2 separate regions of the Zea mays genome follow, and region 1 is linked to region 2. Evidence: chromatin contacts called from public Hi-C data. All regions are on one chromosome and are shown on one strand. Each heading gives the region's core, a stretch centred on a gene start, on an enhancer-like site or on the middle of the called end of the contact. The rest is flanking DNA. Distances are from core to core; before and after follow the strand shown. Region 1 holds the start of LOC100283246. Region 2 overlaps LOC103639442 (DExH-box ATP-dependent RNA helicase DExH14).

The links. Hi-C and Micro-C count contacts between places; a contact is called where the count stands out from the background.
Region 1: a contact with region 2 is called in a Hi-C map of leaf, with 2.9 times the contacts expected there. The contact joins the promoter of LOC100283246 here to the enhancer-like site in region 2. A contact is called at or near these places in 3 of 25 Hi-C or Micro-C datasets (ear, leaf and root tip).

Annotation. Positions count from the first base shown.
Region 1 is chr9:153,661,117-153,666,538 of Zm-B73-REFERENCE-NAM-5.0, reverse strand. It overlaps LOC100283246, which reads left to right and starts at 3,797. Exons shown (of 9, transcript NM_001156148.2): 1 at 3,797-4,626; 2 at 5,304-5,422. The coding sequence starts at 3,958. It overlaps LOC100277631, which reads left to right. Exons shown (of 9, transcript NM_001367297.1): 1 at 1-710; 2 at 802-850; 3 at 939-995; 4 at 1,084-1,161; 5 at 1,268-1,387; 6 at 1,664-1,762; 7 at 1,872-2,029; 8 at 2,177-2,242; 9 at 2,377-2,830. The coding sequence ends at 2,479.
Region 2 is chr9:153,460,644-153,466,391 of Zm-B73-REFERENCE-NAM-5.0, reverse strand. It overlaps LOC103639442 (DExH-box ATP-dependent RNA helicase DExH14), which reads right to left. Exons shown (of 49, transcript XM_008662184.3): 49 at 5,612-5,748. LOC100381929 reads left to right here. Exons shown (of 8, transcript NM_001361557.1): 4 at 302-2,023; 5 at 2,198-2,246; 6 at 2,336-2,574; 7 at 2,720-2,821; 8 at 3,120-4,030. The coding sequence ends at 3,348. Among protein-coding and RNA genes, the nearest start is that of LOC100381929, 7.7 kb to the left of the region's middle. Within about 2 kb of position 4,376, at least 10 of the 20 cell types and tissues checked have an H3K27ac peak or open chromatin away from gene starts, as enhancers often do. A contact at or near this core is called in ear, leaf and root tip, where this site is marked.

The sequences.
Region 1 (5,422 bases), core at 2,548-5,047, 200 kb before region 2:
AAGCCCAGCCTCAAGTCCCCGGCGGGCGCGGGAGCCAGGTCCGCCACCGCGAAGAAAAAGCCCTCCACGCCCGCGCCCGCCGCGCCACCGCTGGAGCGGGAGCGGGAGCGGCGATTCCTCGTGGCGAAGAAGGGCGCGCGGCGGAGGCGCAACGTCGGGACCATGGGAGGCGGCGGGGGCGGCCGCGGGGGAGAGATCGACTTCGACAAGTGCCGCGAGGCCGCTCGCGAGGCGCTGCGCGCGTCGCAGGGGGAGTTCTTCCGCAAGGAGGTCGCCGCATCCACAGCCACCGGAGAGGATCAATTGGGACAGGAGGAGGAGGGGAAGCCGCTGGCTGACGAGGATGTGAAAGGTGGAGCATTCGAGGAGCGGCAGGAGGAGGAGACCGACGCGGAGCTGGAGGGGAGCAGCAAGGTTAGGGCGATGAGGACGAAGGCGATGGCTAAGGCGATGAGCAGCGTTCCGAATCCTGGCTCTGGCCGCGTCAAGCATATGGTGCAGGCCTTCGAGAGCCTGCTCAACATCTCCGGCGCCACCTCCGATGCTGAAAGGGCCGGTGAGGGCTCATGGGCGCTGCCCGGGTTGCAGCTATGGAAGGAGGATGATAAGGGTGATCTGGGGTTCCCACCAGTGTCGGTGTTCTCTTCTGCTGATTTCCAGAATGCAGGGTCTAATCGACTCTGCTCGTCACTAGATGGAAACACCGTCAGGTTGGTTGACGTCGACAAACAAGCGGAAGGAAGTGTTTTATGATTTTCTCTGAAACACAATTTTCTGGTAACAGTTTGTCACTCATTTTAGGTCGAGCTGGGACAGCAGAACATCGACTGGCGAGTGCAGCAGGAGAAATGTAAGCCTGGCACAGTTTTAATTTCTACTTGAGTTGGGTCATGGTGGATCATATTCTCATAGCCGAATGTATTCTTGCTCTCTGACAGTCATCTGAGTCACTAAGGAGCAGAACATCGGCTGGCGGGCGCAGAAGCAGGAGAAACGTAAGCCTGACATAGGTTTAGTTTCTATTTGGCTTGGGTCATGTTAGAGCATGTTCTAATATCTGAATTCATGCTTGCTCTCTAGCAGTCATCTGAGTCACTAAGGAGCAGCTGGAACAAAAAGCTCAAGGTCACCAGCCAGCATCCATTCAAGTTGAGGACAGAGGTAATAACGCATCCTCAGTGTTGTCGCAGTCATGTCCTATAAGTTGACATACATGCTTCAGCTAGTTCGTGAAAATTTAGTCACCATGTTTTCTTTGCGATGACAGCAAAGGGGAAAGTTTAAGGAACAGCAGTTCGTCCAAAAGGTGCAAGAGATGCTTGCAGAGGAAGAGAAGAAGCGTATTCATATTGCGCAAGGATTGCCATGGACTACCGATGAACCCGAGGTATGTTTAACTAACTCATATTGCGCAGAATTTTGTGTTTAGGGAGTGTTTGAATGTAATAGAGCTAATAGTTAGTGACTAAAATTAGTTGAGGCATCCAAACACCCTAGCTAATAGTTCAACTATTAACTATTTTTGGTAAATCAGTTAATAGTTAGGTAGCTATTTATTAGCTAGCTAATTCCACTAATAAATTTTAGTCAACTAACTATTAGTTCTAGTGCATTCAAACACCCCTTAAGATCTTGACAAAATTGTGATTTTTTCTCATTTCAGTGTTTGATAAAGCCTGCAGTCAAAGAAAGAACTGAGCCGATAGACCTTGTTTTGCATAGCGATGTGCGTGCTCTTGAACGTGCAGAATTTGATCAGCACGTGAGCCCCTTAAAAACTTATTTTACATACTTTACTATCTGAGATGTAATGCCATTGGAGTTAATCGATATACCTATTATGTTTGATCATGTTCTTTTTGAGAACTTAGGTTTTGGATAGGAACAAGTTTGCTGAGCAACAAAGATTAGAATGGGAAAGGCAACAGGAATTAGACGAAGAAGAAAGGATAAGGCAACTGAGGAGAACCGAGCTGATTCCTAAAGCTCAGCCCATGCCATACTTTGACCGCCCATTCATCCCCAAAAGGTGATGACCGAGTTAGATTTTGACTCATTTACAGGCCTGATAAGTTACCTTTTATTCTTTTTTTACTGTTGGTTTGCTACCTCGATACTTGAGAGATGTATTGTCATTTACAGAACTAACCTTTTTTCATCCGTTTTATCGGCATAGGTCCACAAAACCTCCTACAGTTCCCATGGAACCGAAATTCTACCTCAGGCCAGAAAAGTTATCCTGGTGAGCTTTTACTTCCAAAAAATATAACTAAGTTGACATATTTATGCGCAAAACTACTTTCCCGAACCCTGAATTTATTTATCTGTGCAAAGCATGCTCACCATGCTTGGTTACGTGTTAATGGTGGCTGACAGTTACTATCGACAGCAATGTATGGAACTTGGAAAGCTGAATCCACAACATCAGTGCCAACATCCGCTGTGGCAATCGAGAAATGCAGAGCATCGACACACATGATCCAACAACTGTTTCCATTTCCTGGCATCGTCTTATTCATTCTTGATTCGTCTTCTTCCATGTGCGAAGAAATTGCTATCAAGCGTGTTTTTGTAGCTTTGCTTGGATCGCCTTGCCTCCAAGTTCTGTTAATCGCTGGCTCTGTGCTTCAGATGCAATCCCACCGAGGTTTGAAATTTGTCGTTCAAGAAACTGATAAGGAAATTCAAGGATGAATTTTCTGTGGTATATTAATATGTACTTTAATGTTGGTTCTTGCCCGCTATGCATGAGCCCGGCAGTCCCAGTGTGCTTTTATATGGTAGTTTCTATTTGTGCTTAAGTATATAATATAAGAGAAAAATATGTTGTATATGAGTTTAGAACCAACAATTATGGTTCGAACCTTTATGTCTGCATGGTTTTGGCATTTAACTATGAGTTAGCACAATGGCCATAGAAACCGTGAAACTAGAGAAACTGGTGTTTTAATATAGTAGATAGAGAAGATAAGAGATGGTCTAGTAATATGTTGCAGTTGCTGACCTGGTTGTGTATGTGCAGAAGTGTAGCAATCTGAAACTTCGAACAATTCAATTCAATTTCTGCGCTCTAACGTGTTCATTTGATGTACACTCAATTCTTCCCGCGAACAAAATCGTTTCATGAGCAACACAAAAATGTTATATCAGAGTTATCTTTATTAAATTTACAAAGGAATTTGTTTGCATCTACACTACTAAATAAATATATTACCAAAACATATATTATAATGCATTTAATTAAACTAACTCGTTGTTAGTGTCTTTTTCAATAAAATTGGTCAACTTATATAACTCGTACACACCTATTTTGGGATAAAGAGAGTATATAGCTGTAAAAAAACTTGTTGAGCGGGATGCATTAATTGACGGTTGATGCAAAACGAATGAATTTGTAAAAATGTCAAAGAAATATGTATTAAAAAGTGTGTCACTTGAGATCTCGTATAAAAGCAAAAGGTGCTCACAAGTCACAATAGATTCAATCATTTTCTTTGTTAGATTAGGCACAACCTGCTCAGGCAGTGAGGCACCGTCTAGTAAAGCCTGATTTGGTGGACAGAAAATTAGAGGGATTTATGGGGTATTTCTCTTCCATGTCCCGCTTTTTGCTTTTTGTTCCGTATTTTGCAATTCGGGAAGAAGTCCTGACTGCCTAATCCAGTGACAAGCTTTAGGCCCAGGGCCCAGCGCATGAGCATTGAGCCCATCCAGTCTTCATTCCCCGAGAGCGAGACGCTTCAATGACCTCTTCTGTATGACACGTGGGTCCCTCGTAAGCTATTCTACGCGCACGGCGCACCCAGCGCTTCTCCTTCCGTCCTTGGCAACCAGGCCCAGGCATCGTTTCACCGCTATTCCTCCTGCCCCATCTCCTCCCGATCCATCCGAGCCCAAACCCTAGTCCAGCCAGATCTCCGCCGCCGCCGGCGAGAGCACGGCATCAGATCCGCCGCGATGGCGTTCCGCCGCATCTTATCCACAGCGGTGCGCCGCCGCTCGGCCATCGCCGCGGCAGCGGCCGGGAACGCGCGCGAGGCCTCCACGGCCGTCGCCGCGGCGCCCGGCGTGCTAGCCCCCGACGCGACCCCGGTGCGCGCTCCCGTGATGCCGTACGATCGCATCGCCGAAGCCGTTAACGCCAGGCTCCGGCGGCTTGAGCACCCAGACCCGCGCTTCCTCCGCTATGCAAGCCCCGTGCCGTCCCACGCCGACCACACGGCCATCCTTGCGGCGCCGGAGACCCGGGTCACCACGCTGCCCAACGGCCTGCGCGTGGCCACGGAGTCGTCCCTCGCCGCGCGCACGGCTACGGTGGGTGTGTGGATCGATGCGGGCAGCAGGTACGAGAACGAGGAGGCGGCCGGCGTCGCGCATTTTGTCGAGCACATGCTGTTCAAGGGCACAGGGAAGCGTAGCGCCGCGCAGCTGGAGCAGGAGATTGAGGACATGGGTGGCCACCTCAACGCTTACACGTCGCGGGAGCAGACGACCTACTACGCCAAGGTGCTTGACAAGGACGTGCCCCGTGCGATGGAGGTCCTCGCGGACATCCTGCAGAACTCCAATCTCGACCAGGCCCGCATTGAACGTGAGCGCGAAGTGATCCTACGAGAGATGGAGGAGGTATGCATCCTGATTTGTAGTCTTGTAGATATCTGTTGTTTATTTAAAATTCTTAATTTTGTGCTGTATTAACCAGTCTGGGTAATAATCACTAATCAGTCATTTGTTTTATCTATGTTCGTTACTCTCAATGGTTAAGTGTATCGATCTGTTGAACTTTTTTGTCTTTTTATTGAGGAAGTTTTTATCTTCTTAAAGATATTGTCTTATTTACCTCAGATAAGATGCATTATGTGTTCTATGGTGTGTGATGAAAATCTTTCTGGTTTGTTGTTAGCATTTCTACTAGTACTAAAGCCATATCATAATTCATAAAGAGGGTAATGCATTTCGACATGGGATAGTTTTCTGGAAAATTTAGAGTAAGGAAACAAGGTGAGTAATCTGCTAGGCGTTTGTTCCTCTTAAACTTGCTGAGAAGTTAGCTGGGCGAAATCATATTTTTTTAGCGGGCAAGGAGATGAAAGGGTTGAAGACATCTAGCCAATACCTGTCTCATAAGCAACTTGTTTTGGATCCTTTGTTCACTATAGTCATCAACCCTTGTAATTGCTTTTGCTTGTTAGTAATTCTCAATTTGGTTAAACATCCAAGGTGTTGTGTATAGTAAAATATATGTGTTCAGTGTTATGAAATGCTTTTTGCTTAAATGTTCTGTCTGTTTCTTCCTTGCATAGGTTGAGGGACAGTCTGAAGAAGTTATATTTGATCATCTCCATGCAACTGCATTCCAATATACATCCCTTGGCAGACCAATCTTGGGTTCTGCAGATAACGTCAAGTCAATCACCAAAGA
Region 2 (5,748 bases), core at 3,127-5,626:
ATGATGAAACTGCTGTGCACAGGTTACATTGGTTTCCATTAGTACTGGAGAGGTTTACCTAAATGTCTGTTGCAGTCGTCACTATGTTTTACCTTCTTCTGTATGCTAAACTAGCAGTCCATAACCTTTCTGGACATGCAAATATTCGCGTTCTGTATTCTGTTGTGGTGTTTTGCAGTTTTCAGTAACTCTGTTCTATGGGAGTTCTTTCTTGACTTAAGTAGTCTGTTCAGCATCTATATCCAGCTCATGCTATTTTTTTCTTTTCATAAGGAGCCTGATGAATATATGTTTTCTGTAGTCAACATATGCTTCAGCTTCTGCATAAGGTGGATAACTCAAGGAATAGCAATGTGGTTGCTGACATACCCAACAATTCCCTTGGCGTTGTTTCTGCCCAGCAACAACTTAACCATTCTTCTTTGCAAGGATTTGGGTTGAGACTGGCACCACCATCCCAACTCCAATCAATTTCGGGTAATTTATGGTCTAGTCAGACTAATGCTGATGGCAAGCAATTTTACCAAGATGGCGACCGCACACAGCTACCTTCCACCCCTAGCCAGTCACTGACTCCTCAGCATCAAAATTCTCTATCTTCACCATTTCACAGTTCAGAAACAGAAAATACTGGGCAACCAATTGCGTGTTTCCCCCAATTAGGATCAGGCCAACAGTATCCTATGGCAGATGATAGATCTGGTCCTGCACCCATGCTGCAGCAGCAGCCTCAGCAAAGCAACTCTGCAACAGTGTTCAAGAATGTATGGACAAACATATCAGCACAGCGCCTAACTGGTATGCAACCTAACAAGATTACACCCAACATCATTCAGTCTATGATGTTTCCAAATAATGCTGCAGCTTCCAACTTATGGAGCTCTCAGAAGGCAGATGATCAAGGGCAGAGGGCATCAACTCCATCAGATATTGCAACAAGTTCAGCGAACTCACAGAATCAATCTCCAAAACAAGCTGCTGATAGTGATGCAAAGTTAGCATCTTCCCAGAAGGGAAACCTAGAGTTGACAGGAACTACCGTAACAGGAGGAAACGAATCCTTGCAGAAGCCTTCTTCAGATGAGAATTCTATCAATGCTGTTTCATCCTTTGCACAGTTGCGTCAGCAAGGCATCCTTGGTGCTAAACATGGGGAGAACCCAGGAGCTAATTTTCAGGCTATGAATGTTTCCCACAATAATGCTAATCACAGTGGTGGCATTGTTTTACATGGAAGTCCAGCACCTACAAACATTCAGCAGCAAAATTACTCTCTTCTACATCAAATGCAAACCTCGAGGCATATGGATGTTGATCCAGGCAGTTTATCTGGAAAGACGACAAAACCTGATATTGGTTCTGATGCTGCACAGATTGATTGGAATTCTGGTCAGAGATTTGCTCATGTAACCAATAACTCAACCAAATCGTCTGCAGATAACATTGGAAGCCCTGGTGTCCCAGGGTCATTCACATCGGACTTGAAAATGTTGAGTTTTGCTTCAAGGAACGAGGAGAGAAATCCAAACATACCTTCTCGGTTTCCTTCCGGAGAGTGCCCGTCTCCTGGTATGATAACCACACAAGATGATAATCAGAATCAAGTTCAGCATATGGGCACAGGTGCAATGTCAAATTCTGATGAAAGAAGTGAGAGGCCGAGGATAAACCCTCAAATGGCACCTTCTTGGTTTGGACATTACGGAAACTACAGAAATGGTCAGAGTGTTGCTACGCTTAATGCTGCTACGCTTAATGCGCAGAAGCCCATGGCTTTGCCATTTAATTTTCCGAAAGCATCTCGGAACAATGAAAATAATAGCCATGCTGAAAATAGAGTTGAACCTAGCCAATCTGTTAGGCCTGGGCATCATCTCCCATCAGCAAGAATGGAAGCTTTGGTTCCTTCCAATGTAAAAGTGTCTTCAATGATGAGAAGGCCTAAGAAGCGTAAAACTATGGACTCCACACTTGTTTCTTGGCATAAAATAATTGAAAGCCCACGAAAATTGAGGGGCATCAGGTAAACATACCTCAAGCTGCAGGTTCCAGTAATGTTTCAACACATATGTTTAAGTTTTTAAGTTCTACCACCAGTTCCTGTGACTTTCCTATATCTCTATTCCTTGATTGAATTGTTTTAATTTTACGGTTCTGATGTTTCTTACAAACATGAAAATCTTTACTTTATTCACAGCACACCTGAGATGGACTGGGCTTGGGCAGCTAACCGGTTAATTGAGAAGGTTAGCCAACTTTGCGATTCTGCTATTTCAGTTCTTGTCCATATTGGTCCAAGCGATTTATCTTGATGCTGAACTAAATTCTGGAATAGGATGAGGCAGAAACTCCAGACGATGCTCCTTTAAATTATTTGCCGCGGAAGAGGCTAATTTTGACAAGCCAGTTGATCCAGCAACTTCTCCCTGCTATACCAGCGACCATTCTGAGAGCACAAGCTGTGTCTGCTTACGGAAGTGCGACATACACTCTATCAATGTTGACACTAAGGGATGCATGCAGCATGGCATCATCATCATATAACTCTTGCTCACCTGTGGAGGATGAAAATAAGTAAGCCTCCCCCAAAAATAAATCATTGTTGTTTGTTATGTGTCTTTGCTTGTTATTATTTTATATAAGCATGAAGAACATGTTTGTTTGGGCCACCTTATTGTTCAAATGCTCTTTTTTCTGATTTTACTCTATCATGGACTAGCCCATCTGAACAACCAAGTGCTAAGAAAATGGAAGACAGAGTGTCAAAGGTTGTGGAAGTCTTCGTTGGAAGAATCCGGAAGATGGAAAATGACTTTATAAGGTAAGCGGTGGCTAATGGCTGTAATGGTTCTCATCGGTATATGTTTCTTTATCTTCTCCAACATTACTGCTTTGAATAAAAAAGTTTGAAATTGTAACTATGTTTTCTTCTTTCTAATTTTCTGCCCACATTTTCGTCTGGTATAAGTGCAAGCCAACAGTGTCGCCCTGTATCCTAGGAGGATTCTTAACTTAGTTCCGTGCGGATACATCTATATTAAGCTCAAGTCAAAGTCGATTTGTTTATCAACACAATTTGCCTTCTTTTAGGCTGAAACACAATTTGCCTCTCGTTACAGTTTGAACAAGAGGGCCTCGATGCTAGATGTGCAACTGGAGTGCCAAGATCTGGAGAGAATTTCTATTGTAAATCGTCTGGGAAGATTTCATGGCCGGAGCCATGCAGCGGCAGTTGAGAGTTCATCAGCTCCAGAAATGACTCCTCGGAGAATTTTTCCTGAAAGACATGTCATGTCTTTTGCCGTGCCTGGAAATCTTCCTGAAGGAGTGTGCTGTTTGTCACTCTAGTGGAATGATCTTCAGTTATTTTCTAGCCGCAATGATGATCCCGGGTCGCGCCCTGTGATTCCCAGTGCTCCTTGTCCCATGCAAAGCATGGTCAAACAGAAGGATCATATATTGTCAAGGGGTAACTTGAGAACTGGAAGCATCACAGTACCACGATGAGGCAGGCCGGGGACATGTTCCAGCCGATCAAGTCAGTGCTGGCTGTTGTTGATGCACCTTATATCAAGTATAGGTCCATGTATATTGTGGAAAGTGAAGGAAAAAAACTGTGGATCTCCCATCATTTTTCTCGATGAAGAGTAATTAGCCTCAGAATTTTTTTAGAGAAGTCGATGCTTACTAGCTTAGTGCATCTGGTGGGTTTCTTGGGTATTTGTCGATCTCTAAGAAATCCGTGATGATGGAGTGTTGGCAGGCTAGAGTGGAAATAATAATGTGAGCCTTTCTCTGGGTTCTTTGGTTCCTTTAGGATGGGATGCAAATTGGCTAGTGTGTCCTCCAGTCTAACTGACCACCCCTGTTAGTCAGCAGTTAATTATTACTAGTTTTATGTAGTGCTGAAAGCATTCATGGAACAATTGGCGGGTAAAGTGCTTGGGAATTCTTGTAACTTGTGTACCCGTGATGTTTAAACGCTAACGGGTTCTTGTAAATTTGAAGTGCCAATATTCCTGAGGTTATATTTTGCTTTGTGCAAATTGACCAGCGTCTACTGTCTCCAGATGCGTCAATGAAGCTGGGCGCTTGCGGCTTCCGGTGTTCCGTTTCGCTAGTGGAATGATCTCGTGATGATACAGTCTAAATTGATCAGTGAGCTGCGATTGGGTTTGCGAGTTTCCGTAGGTTTAGAATGAAGAAAAAAAATAGCTACTGGAGAATTTCAGGGGTAGAATAATCAATTTTCTATTGACTTTACCTGTAACTCATTCTGACCTCTTTCAGGGGCCCATTTCTGTTGTACCCTCGTCTTGTCGTTCATAGGGATAAAGGATAACATTCTCTGACAAAATAGCCTATGGATTTGTGTGGATCTTTGGACAAGAAGGCATGGATTGTGGGCCACTCCTGTAGAACTGCTAGCTAGGGGGATCCCAGTGGACCGGTTCCAAAAGGGAGCTTGACCTTAAAAAAAATAGTATTTCTCACCCAACTATTTTCCCCGAAAAATAGCTATTCTACCAGATTAAATTCTCCCTCAATCCCTAGTGTGTGATTTATCATTTATCTCTATCTCTACTATATTAAAACATTAATTTTTCTAATTACACGATTTCCATCGTCGTTGTGCTCCTCCATATCTATATAGTAAAAATGATAAAAATTGTAACAAGGAGCATAAAATTTAATCTACGAGTTAGAACTATCTTTATACCCTAAACCCTCTTAGGACATGTTTATGTTTGGTTGTAAGGGATTAATTCCCACCGAGCAGCCATGGCCCATGGGTATCTACTTTTCATCTCAGACTGTGTTGAGCGGTTACCTCTAAATTTCTCCCCCTATATCCCACTCACGTGCCAGCGTTCTTTTTCTCCTTAAATCATTCTCATATACCCACTATAATCATAAAATACCATTTTTCATACCTATTCACCATCTATTATCAATTTTTTCCAACTACTAAATACTTCTGTGCACAGAAACCGAGGCAAGGGGGACGGTTGTGGTACCTCTAGGTCTAGCGGTGTACTATGTCATACACCAGCATTATCGCAGATAGGGGAGGAGCTAGGGACAAGCGATGTATGCTTTAGCGTCAGCCTATAGCCCCTACATGCACTGAAGGGAAAGAGTTGCAGCAAGCGTTGAAAGCAGTCTCAATGCCGAGTTAACGTGCAGCCAATTTTATAGCGAAACGTAGACCAGTCCTCTCCCATGCATGCAGCGTAGATTTCAGCACAGGATCAGTTCTACGAGACTACGACCCTAGAGAAGTGGTTCGATTCCAGACGACGGTGACCGGAGAATTGAACTAACTGAACATGACGAGAGAAGTGGGCTAAGTGAACTCTTTAGAGAGGAAGATGATTGAATTCAGGCTGAGATTGATCCACAACCGAACAAGACCTCCAGGAGGCCTCTTTAGGATTATAGTTATTTCATGCTCGACCAGGAATGACTCATCACCCGATTTCAGTTCCTTCGAGCAACATTTTCTCTTCGGAAGACTTCCATCTCTAAGGTGCATACAGTATAGAAGATCTTCCTTAGGCTAATTCCAGCAACTTACTCATCTCGATCTTCTATTTCAAACTTCACCATGTAAATAATATAGTTTATATTATAAAATAGTATTTTGCACGACCATATACACAATTTGTTGGTCATAACCTTAGAGCTCAAACATCTACTATGCTTACGGAAAAGATATTTCATGAAAGTTATAAACCTATCCACTCG